Regions from separate parts of the Podarcis muralis genome. Here region 1 is linked to region 2. Evidence: chromatin contacts called from public Hi-C data. All regions are on one chromosome and are shown on one strand. The core of a region is the stretch at or near the end of the contact, and the rest is flanking DNA. Distances in the headings are between cores, read along the strand shown.

The links. Hi-C and Micro-C count contacts between places; a contact is called where the count stands out from the background.
Region 1: a contact with region 2 is called in a Hi-C map of blood, with 5 times the contacts expected there. The contact joins the promoter of SNIP1 here to the promoter of YRDC in region 2. A contact is called at or near these places in 2 of 3 Hi-C or Micro-C datasets (blood and tail).

What each region holds. Positions count from the first base shown.
Region 1 is chr7:57,464,206-57,469,181 of rPodMur119.hap1.1, reverse strand. SNIP1 (Smad nuclear interacting protein 1) reads right to left here and starts at 1,360. Exons shown (of 4, transcript XM_028739219.2): 1 at 1,044-1,360. The coding sequence starts at 1,123. It overlaps DNALI1 (dynein axonemal light intermediate chain 1), which reads left to right and starts at 2,191. Exons shown (of 6, transcript XM_028716366.2): 1 at 2,191-2,411; 2 at 2,534-2,670; 3 at 3,882-4,051; 4 at 4,724-4,902. The coding sequence starts at 2,331.
Region 2 is chr7:57,286,992-57,291,617 of rPodMur119.hap1.1, reverse strand. YRDC (yrdC N6-threonylcarbamoyltransferase domain containing) reads right to left here and starts at 3,081. Exons shown (of 5, transcript XM_028739231.2): 1 at 2,475-3,081; 2 at 1,987-2,101; 3 at 1,007-1,126; 4 at 612-754; 5 at 1-277. The coding sequence starts at 2,863. The coding sequence ends at 181. MTF1 (metal regulatory transcription factor 1) reads right to left here. Exons shown (of 11, transcript XM_028739233.2): 11 at 4,319-4,626.

The DNA of each region.
Region 1 (4,976 bases), core at 111-2,610, 180 kb before region 2:
ATATGAAACCAAGGTTAAGCACATGAATTCCCATCAGCAAAAAAAAAAAGGCACATGCAAGTCAACACACTTGATCCACTGTGGTCTGGTATACAGCAATTCAGAGGTGAGAGTGGGGCATCAATAAGGAATATATACCCGACATTTGCAGAATCATACAAGGCAGCTTAAATAAAAGTTAAATCAACAAAGTACAGAAGATAAAAACGCAACCAGGAAGCATAACAAAACAGCAAATAAAGCCAACAACTATTTAAAGAGACAGCAGGTGACACAAAGACTGGGGGCTGTGAGGGCTTCCTGTATCTTTCCACTGTCTGCAATTCCTCCTATGCTTAACCAAGATCTGAGGTGAAGGCCAGTGGGATAAGGAGACCTTCACAGTTGAGGGGGCATACTGTACTTGCTGGGAGTTGCAGTGCAAAACATCTGGAGGGCACCACGCCGGCAAAGGCTAGTATGTGTAGCACAACTCTCACAGTCAACAGGTGAAACTCAGTTTCCCCAATGTGTGAGTTATCTAATCAAAGCCCAATGCCACTACAGAAGCACTTAACCCACATTTCCCATAATTGTCATTCTGCCCTACCTCACCTTCTTGCAAAGCCAGTCAAGCCAGACTTGAATAGGAAAAAGTTGCCAGGAGACCATTGTATTATTCGTTGTCTTCATATCCCACCTTTTTAAGGCATGGAGCTCAAGGTGGCAAACATGGTGCCAGCTACCCTGTGGGGCAACTTAGGTTGAGAGAAGGCAGTGGCTGGTCCCAAAGGTCACCCAGGGAGCTTCATGGCCGAGCGGGGGTTTGAACCCCGGTCTCTCCCATGTCCTAGTCCGACGCTCTTAACCAGTACAGCATACCGACTCTCGGTTCTTCAAGGCTCCTTTTTATAAGGCAAAGGGCAAATAAAGCGAGTCGGCCCACGGCCTCGCCCCACCCCCCACTTCCCAGTGGAGGGGGAGGCGGCGCTGGGCCGGGCCCCTTCCCCTCACAAGATACGGGAGCTTCTGAGCCCATTCCCGCCACCCCCGGGCATCATCACCTGCCGGCCCCCGAGTTCCCCGGCGGCGGCGAGTGGCTTCCGCGCGGGCTCCGCTTCCGCCGACGCTGCGGCTCCTCCATAACACCGCCGGCCTCTTCTCCTTCTTCTTTTCCTCCCGCTTCCGCTTCCAGGTCGTCGCCGGTGTCACTATCGAGAAACACTTCCCAGCCAGGCTCGATGCCGCTCTACTTACTGTGCGCTCTATGGCTTGCCCTGTGGACGGAGTTGTCTGGAGGACTAGTCGCGGTCAGACGCCCCCTGGTGGCCACTGATAAGACATTTACTTAGCCATGCAGTGATGGCCAAACTTGGCCCTCCAGCTGTTTTGGGACTACAGCTCCCATCATCCCTAGCTAACAGGACCAGTGGTCAGGGATGATGGGAATTGTAGTCCCAAAGCAGGTGGAAGGCCAAATTTGGTCTTCACTGAATGGGTTCATTTATTGCTTTTTCATAACAAACGAGAGAGAGAGAGAGAGCGCGCGCGAGCAGGAAGCTCCCCCCCCCCCAAAGCCGTGTGTGAAGCGCTGAAGCGCTGCAGACGGAGGGAGGTGCGATAAATACGGAATTTATCACTGGGGGAAAGGAGATGCTCCTCAATCCTTTCCGAAACAGCTCTAGACGTGACCCAGAAGTGAGGCTCGCGACTGCGGGGCCACCACGTAGAATGCCCCGTCGCTTGTGCTCGCCAGCCGCGCCTAACTAAGCTCACAGACCTCCAGGCGCTTTCCATGACGGGCAGGGACAGTCGGGGGCGGGGGTTGAAAACAAGGACAGGCTCATCCTGAGCAGGTGATCGCTCCGCTCCTCTCTCTCCCTTTCTCCTCTCTTCTAGTCCCAGCCTCAGGGAAGCTGCTTTGCAGGACAGTTTTCGTGTGCAAAGCAAAATAGCAAGAATACCCGCACTGGAGTATGTTAAGAAGGATTCAAGCAAGAACAACCCCGTGCTTAGCCGGGAGCGGCTCTTCTCTGCTTGCCTCCGAAGTTTCCTCCAGGCAGCTCTCGGGAGGAACAGGGCAGCGGTCCACGGTACCCGGAAGTCGGCGCAGGCGGCGCTACTCTCACGAACCCTTTCGGCTCCTGCGTGTCTCTAGGCTGCAGTGTTGTAGATGGGGCGGCCGCGGTGCTTTTCTGCGCAGGCGCGGGCTGGAGCGTGTCATGTGACTGGGCTTCCTGTCCGAGCCCGGTCGCCGTCGCTATGCCAACCTTAGCACAACAGGTCCCGGGGCGAAAGCCGGGCCCGCCCGGAGCAGGAGAGGAGCCGCCGCCGCCGCCCCCGCCGCCATCATGATCCCGCCCGCGGACTCCCTGCTCCGCTATGAGACGCCGGTGCTGGTCAGCCGCAACACCGATAAGCGTTCGCCCAAGGTACGTCCCGGGGGGATGGGGGCTGGGTCTGAGCTCCGTGCACGGAGCCCCTCCGCTCACCCCAGCCAGCCCCGCTCCACTTGCCTCTGTCTCCGTCTTCTCCTCCTCCTCCTCCTCCGCAGGCGCGTCCGCTGAAGGCGAGCCCGCAGGTGGGGCCTCCGCCGGGGCCCGTCCCGACGCCGAAGGGCAAGACCCCGCCGCCCACTGTAGACGCCACCAAGCAGCCCGAGGAGATCCTCAATGCCATCCTGCCCCCCAGGTGAGATGCAGGCTCTGAAACCAAGTGGCTCCTGGGCAGGGGCATCCCGAGTCCCCTCCTCCTGCTGGGGCCGTAGGGGCAGCTGAGCTACCAGTCCTGGAGGGCTCCCCACCACAGTAGAGGCCAGCAAGGAAGCTCTATTCTTTGTTGGGGGGGGGGGGTTCCAGTTCATTCCAGACATGACAAGCACCTACTGCCCAGCTGCCTCGCTCTGCGCGAGAAGAAGCCTGCCTCTTCTCTATAGTGGCAACAGCAAATAAAACTTTGTTCTGCAGATGCATGCTGAACTGGCAGCTTTAGAGGGTTATAAACATCCACACCCACCCCAAATACAGTCATACATGTAACGTCCGCTTCATGTTATGTTCTTTCAGGTTACGTCCTGCGGCAAACCGGAAGTACCGGAAAGGGTTACTTCCAGGTTTCGCCCCATGCGCAGAAGCACAAAATGATGTCATGCGCAGAAGCGGTGGATTGAAACGCACCACTGCGGGTTGCATTCTTTTCATGTTGTGAACGGGCCTCCAGAACGGATCCCGTTCGCAACCAGAGGTACCACTGTACTGAGCTGCGGCGCCATCCTGCAGTTACAGATCTACTCACAGTGCACTCAGATCCAAGCAGCTCAAGTGGAGGCTACAGTGTTCTTAATGCCCTTGGACATGGGGCCATCCATACCTCATCTTAATGTGGATTATAAACCCCTCCCCCGTGCCCCCTTTAATTCCCCCTCCTCCATGGGCATAGCCAGGATTTCAATTAGGGGGGAAGGCTTTGTGTTGGGGGGAGCTCAGTTAAGTATTTTTATTGATTTAAGGGGTCAGCTGCCCCCCCACCTGGCTATGCCCATGCCCTCCTCTACATGTTTTTCTCCAACTGCTGCTGTCACTCACTTTCTCTTCCCTAAATCTGGAGTTTCCCTATACAACTGATGTAGCTCTTGTATTCAAATTTTCAAAGCATGGGAATCTCTATTTAGGGAGGACTAGGTATGGGGCAGCAGTAGTTTGAAGAGGACACTTTAGGTTGGGAATGATGGAGGCACGAGGAATTCACAATCCATGATAAACTGAGGTTTGAACAGCCTTCGGGTTGCTGTCTCCTTTCTAAGATTTAGAAGCCACTGGAAATGTCTCTTTCAGTACCAAAACATAAAGTGAGCCTGCTTGGTCTCCTTGAATCCTAGCCTCTCTCTGCTTGCTTTGGTGTAGAGAATGGGTGGAAGAGAACCAGCTATGGATCCAGCAGGTGTCGAGCACCCCCAGCACACGCATGGATGTGGTGCATCTGCAGGAACAGCTGGACCTCAAACTCCAGCAGCGCCAGGCCCGTGAGACAGGCATCTGCCCTGTGAGGCGAGAGCTGTACTCCCAGTGCTTTGGTGAGTGAACAGAGCCAGCCCTCTCCGCACGTACAATCTCATCCAGAAAATGAGGGCATGAGTCCCAGGCCCTCGTTTCAATGATTTGTCACATCCTCACCCCCAGTTCTAGTCCTACACCTCTTCCAATTAAAATGCAGTAGCACCTCGGGTTACATTACCCTCGGGTAACGTAAACTTCAGGTTGCAAAAGTGGCAAACCCGGAAGTGCTTCGCCGCACGCTTATGCACAGAAGCAGTCTACCGCCATGCGCATGCATATAACAGTGATCCTCGAGTTGCGAAAACTCAGGATCTGGCCAGACCTCCGGAACAGATCCCGTTCGCAACCACTGTAACACACTATGGTGTTATTTCCCATCCCACCCTCACCCCCCAAAATACACCCCTTTCTGCTTATCCATTTCTTTTTAACCGGCCTCCTAAATAACTGTAGTTCATCTTCCTAGGAAAGCCTCCCTGATCAACTTTGTTGCTGCTACAAGTACAGCTTTGAAACCTAAGTTAGAGCCATTAACTTGCACGCAAGCTGGAACACCAAACACTGAATAATTCTTGTCCTTTAAGGCAGTCTTGAGTCCCTAGCTTCCAACCTCTGGAGGTGGGTGGGAGAAAGAGCATCAGTCCAGACTTTTCCCAGGCACAGCCTCATTTGCAACTCTTCCCTTGCAGATGAGCTGATCCGGGAGGTGACCATCAACTGTGCAGAGCGGGGACTGCTGCTGTTGCGAGTGCGAGACGAGATCCGGATGACGATTGCTGCTTACCAGACCCTGTATGAGAGCAGTGTTGCCTTTGGCATGAGGAAGGCACTGCAGGCTGAGCAGGGCAAGTCTGATATGGAAAGGAGAGTAAGTGTGGAGGCCAACAACTCCCACCGCTGCACGATCTTAGTTGGGGAAAGAAAAGCACAGTTGCTTTGGGC
Region 2 (4,626 bases), core at 1,832-4,331:
AAACCAAAAGGAAATGCCAGGAAGGAGAAAATACTTCACCCCCAGCAGGGCCAGATCCTTCTGGAGTCACAGAAGTCAACTGGGAAAGGAGGGGAGGCTCCCTTTGCACCCAAGAAGGGCAGAGTTATACTTTCCAGGACAAGGCTCTTTCAAATAGCTTCCTGATATGTCATACACCATCTACTTGCCCAGAGACTGTGTGAGTTGACCACATATAGGCAGCTCAGCTGTCAGGCCATACTTGACTGCCAGGATCTCAACGGTCTGAATAAGTGCACTGCAGAAAAGAAAAGAAGGAGTAAGATGCCAGGGACAAAATCTGCATTGTTTGCAGCTTAATATTCTTGAAGGCTAATTTAGCATCATCCGTGTGTTAAATGCAAAGTCAAAATAGGAGGTTTGACCCAATTCACAAGGCACTCCACCTGCAGGAGTAAGCAGGTGTGCTTCTGGGAATCATTTGCAGGAGGAGCCTGCCTCCTTTAGGACCACCACCACACCCCCCCAAGGGCCACTGTTCTGGGGCTAAATAGTTCCATCCTATTCAGAGGAAGACAGCTCTGCAGCCTACAAATGCCACTCAGGTGGAGAGGAGGCTGTGTGAGGCTTACCATCCTCCCCGGATAATCTTGAACTTGCCAGGAACAGAAAGGTCAATCACGGTAGAGCCTAGACGGGACTCTGGTCTATGGATGTCCCCAGTGGGGCCCCCATCAATTACAAGTGACAGGTGAGGCCAGAGCTCTTGGAACTCCTGAAATATAAAAGAAGAAGAGCATAAGAGCTCAGCAGGCTCCTGAGCCAGTGTGCACCACCAGATGCTAATAGCCAACAACCACAGAGAAAAGGGTACCATAAGCTCCTGCTTAAACACACAGTGGCTTTACCCTCTGAGAGGAGCAAGCCAATTAAAACAAAATGGAACATAATGCCCTTCCCTGGGGACTTGGAGAGCCACCCAGGCTTCCATTATCATCCCGTCCTACAGGTTTCAAGCAGCCCTTACCGTGACTGTGAGGGAGCTCGCCCCCTGACTGATGTTTGCGCTTGTTAAGGCCAGAGGGCCAGCACACTCCCTGGCCAGCTCCCTGATGAACCAGTGACTGGGGATGCGGACACCAACTAACTGTGACAAAAGCGGGGTGGGGGAGAGGAAGAGATGAATGAGTACCACTACTTACTTTTAGCTTTTATGTATATATAGTTTTAAAAGGCAGGATATTTATACATGCATGTATATGAAAGCATGCATACATATACAGTATATGCCCCACTTTCCACTGCACAACAGCGTTCAGGATAGCTTACAGTCCAACACAAGTTAAATTCAGTAAAAAAAAACCCTAAGAGGGCAGGTGTAGCAAATAAGTTCATCTACCAAAACACAGGAAATCCCTTAACACACTAAATTAAATGCCTGCTGGAATAAGAATATAAAAAGGCTAGGCAACAGAAAGGGGGATCAACAAATTTCCTAATGCACAGACACAGAGAAAATCCTAAGTAGTCAGGCCTCCACTACTACCGCCAGGTCATGAAGAGCATCCCTAGCAGATCTTGTGGGCAGGTTGGTATGGAGATTTCCCCACTCTGCACTGTGAGAACAACCCACATACACCCCTGCTCATTTGAATAGGACAGGAAGTAGGAATCTGTTGCACCTTTATCCCACCCATCTCAGAATGCAGCCACCCCTCCCAGGCCACATAACTAAGTGAAACTAAAACAGGAAAAGAAGTAGCCATGCTTAGCTTGAGACTTGTAGTCCGGCAATAGCTTTTAAAAAAATAATCCCGAGGAAAATTAAAATCTCCACTAATATTCCCAATCAATCAGATTTGCCTTTTAGCCTGGAATGGAGGAAGGTCCACTCTGATGTCAACCTAAGAGCACACCCAACACCCAACTGGTAAACATCCTATTGGGAAACTGGGAGCTCTCCAAAAGGTAAAAGGGTCTCTATAGAACTTGCTAGCCAAGACTCACTGGGGTGAAGGGGTTCAAGTCTTTGTTGAGGGTGTCTGAGCGCTCCAGGACCAGCGTCACTGGCCCAGGAAGGAGTTCCTGCAGCAGCTTGTCAGGCACGCAAACGTTACAGTACCTACAAAAGGGGAAGGAGAAAGTATGCACAAGGTGAGCCCATCCTCTGTCACGCAGCCAAAGGCAAGCAGCAAAACAAAGGGGTGGGCTATCAGACTAATACTTGACTGGAGGCGCTCGTTATTTACTCTGAAGGAAATAAAATCAGCGCCTGTGTTTTTTAACTTCAAAGGCCACTGGAAATAAAAGGATTAATCAGCTGATACACCTCAATGCCAAAGGCTTGCTGGGTTTCTGCCGTCCTGGAAAGGGCAGAAGCGGCCGGGGGCCCTATCCACCGACTCCCTGCTTCGCCGAAGGATGAGGAGAGGCGGAGGGAGGGCCACCCCCCCCCCATTGCAAGACCCCCACCTCCTTCGCCGACCCCGCCGCACCTGTAGACGTGCTCGACGTCGGCGAGGCAGATAGCGAGGGGCTTACTGGCGGCGCGGCCCTTCAGGCGGTAAACGGCTCCCAGCGCCCGCGAGTCCTGGGCCAGGCAGGCCACGCCGTAGACCGTGTCGGTGGGCAGCGCCACCAGGCCGCCCTCGCGCAGCGCGGACGCCGCCGCCAACAGCGCCGACTGACGGTCCGGCCCGGAAGCCGGCAGAGGTATCGGCAGGGGGACCCTCGCCATGGCCGGCAGTCCAGGAGCGGAAGGTGCGCCCTCCTCAGAAGCACCAGCCCCGCCGCCGCGCCAAGGTCTGACCGGGAAGGACGAGGAGAAGGAGCAGCGCCAGCAACGCCGGAGCCTCAGACCGAGCAGCAGAGGCGCTCTGTACATGCGCAGAAGGAAAGGCGAAGGAGCCCCTCTCCGGCCAGCGGCTCAGCCAGTCAAGCGAACACTACGACGCTCTACGCTTCGCCGATCCCCTACATCCGCGCCTCGCACGGGGACACTTCCTGTGCCGCAAGCCGCTGCCATGACGCAACTTCTGCCCGGCGCCGGCTATTGGGGCGGAAGGAGTGGCGGCGCCGCCCAGGACAAAGCCGAGAGAGGCGATAGCCCTAGAGAGTCCCGGGCAAGTACTGCTTCCGCTCCTTACAGGAAGTTTAGGCTCTGCGGGAGCCCCCGGACGCCAATTGCAGACCATAGACATGTGAAGTGGTAGACTGACCTCGCCTTGGCTTTCCCAGGGGGCCGACTCCGCCTATGTGTCCCGTTGCCCGAGGCGTGCTAAGGGGCTCGCCACTCTGCGGCTGCGCAGTTGCTTTCTTCTCCTGCTAGCCGGGGGGAGCTCCGAGAACTGGACTGGGTTGGGGGGCGGCGGAGGCACGACCCCTCCCCACACGCGCCATCCTGGACGGGGGGGGGGGGGGAGGAGGAGACGTGGAACCGTCTGAGACACACACGCGCCGCAAGCGGCCGTTGTAATTAGTAACATAATAGTTGCTATGAATAAAAGGTGGAGGATGCTTGGTCGCAGCCTAACACCCCAACATTTGCAGTTGTGATTATTAACTATTATTATTAATAGGTGCTAAGAATATAAGTACTATTATTAATATTATTAATATTAATACAAAGTTATTAATATAATTAGAAGTGTCCAAAGGAGAGAGCAGCCAAGCACCATAAACAAGCAGCAACCGAGCCCCAGGTTCCTCCTCAGCACTAGTCAACCAGGAGGGAGAGGCAGCATTCTCTCAATGGGGCGCCACCACAGAGAAGGCTCAACCCTGTCTCATCGACTGATCAGGTTTTCCCTCGCTGGACACACAGTGAAAATTAAGAGCCCATCTAGTCCAGCATCATCTTCCCACAATTGCCAGTCAGGTGCCTGTGGGAGAAGCCCTCTACAATGCATTACAGTAGCCCAGTCAGCAGCTTGCCAGGGCATGGGGCATTGTGGATGCACTAACCCTGTCCACAAACTAAAGATGGAATACCACACTTGGGGCAATGTCACTCTTCTGGGTCTTGGGTCAGCTACGTAATTATTGGATTAAATCTCCAGCTACCACTTCCTCCTAAACTTCAGCTCAGGCAGACTGGAGCACTGCATTCTTGTCTTCTCCAGTACATTGAAAACAAGCAGCTGCATTATCCCAATTCATACCTTTGGTCCATTTAGCTCAATATTGTCTAAGTAGGTCTTCAGAATCTCGGGGAAACCTTCAGAATCTCGGGGAATACCAGGGACCTTCTGCATACAAAGTGTGTGCTCTGTCACTAAGCTAAAACCTGTTGAAAATAATTCCCATCACCTCCAGAAATAATTCCTCCAAAAGCACCAGATTTAAATAAGCATTTAATTAGGATCCCAGTGGTATTAATATTGCTTTCAATTAAAAAATTAATTTCCACTTCCTTGCAGGTATTTCAAAGTACAATATTAATTTTATACAAAATGGAGCAGTTAAGCAAACACGGTTATTTCACATTTTACATTCTTCAAAAATACAAATTCATGTTTATGCTTCTGGGGTTTTGGAGAGGCTCTTCCTTTGGAAGTACTGTACCTGTAACTAACATCTTCACATCACTCAATGCAAGGACATTTGTTCCCATGTTTCAGTTAAATTAAATTTGTTTAAACACAAAAC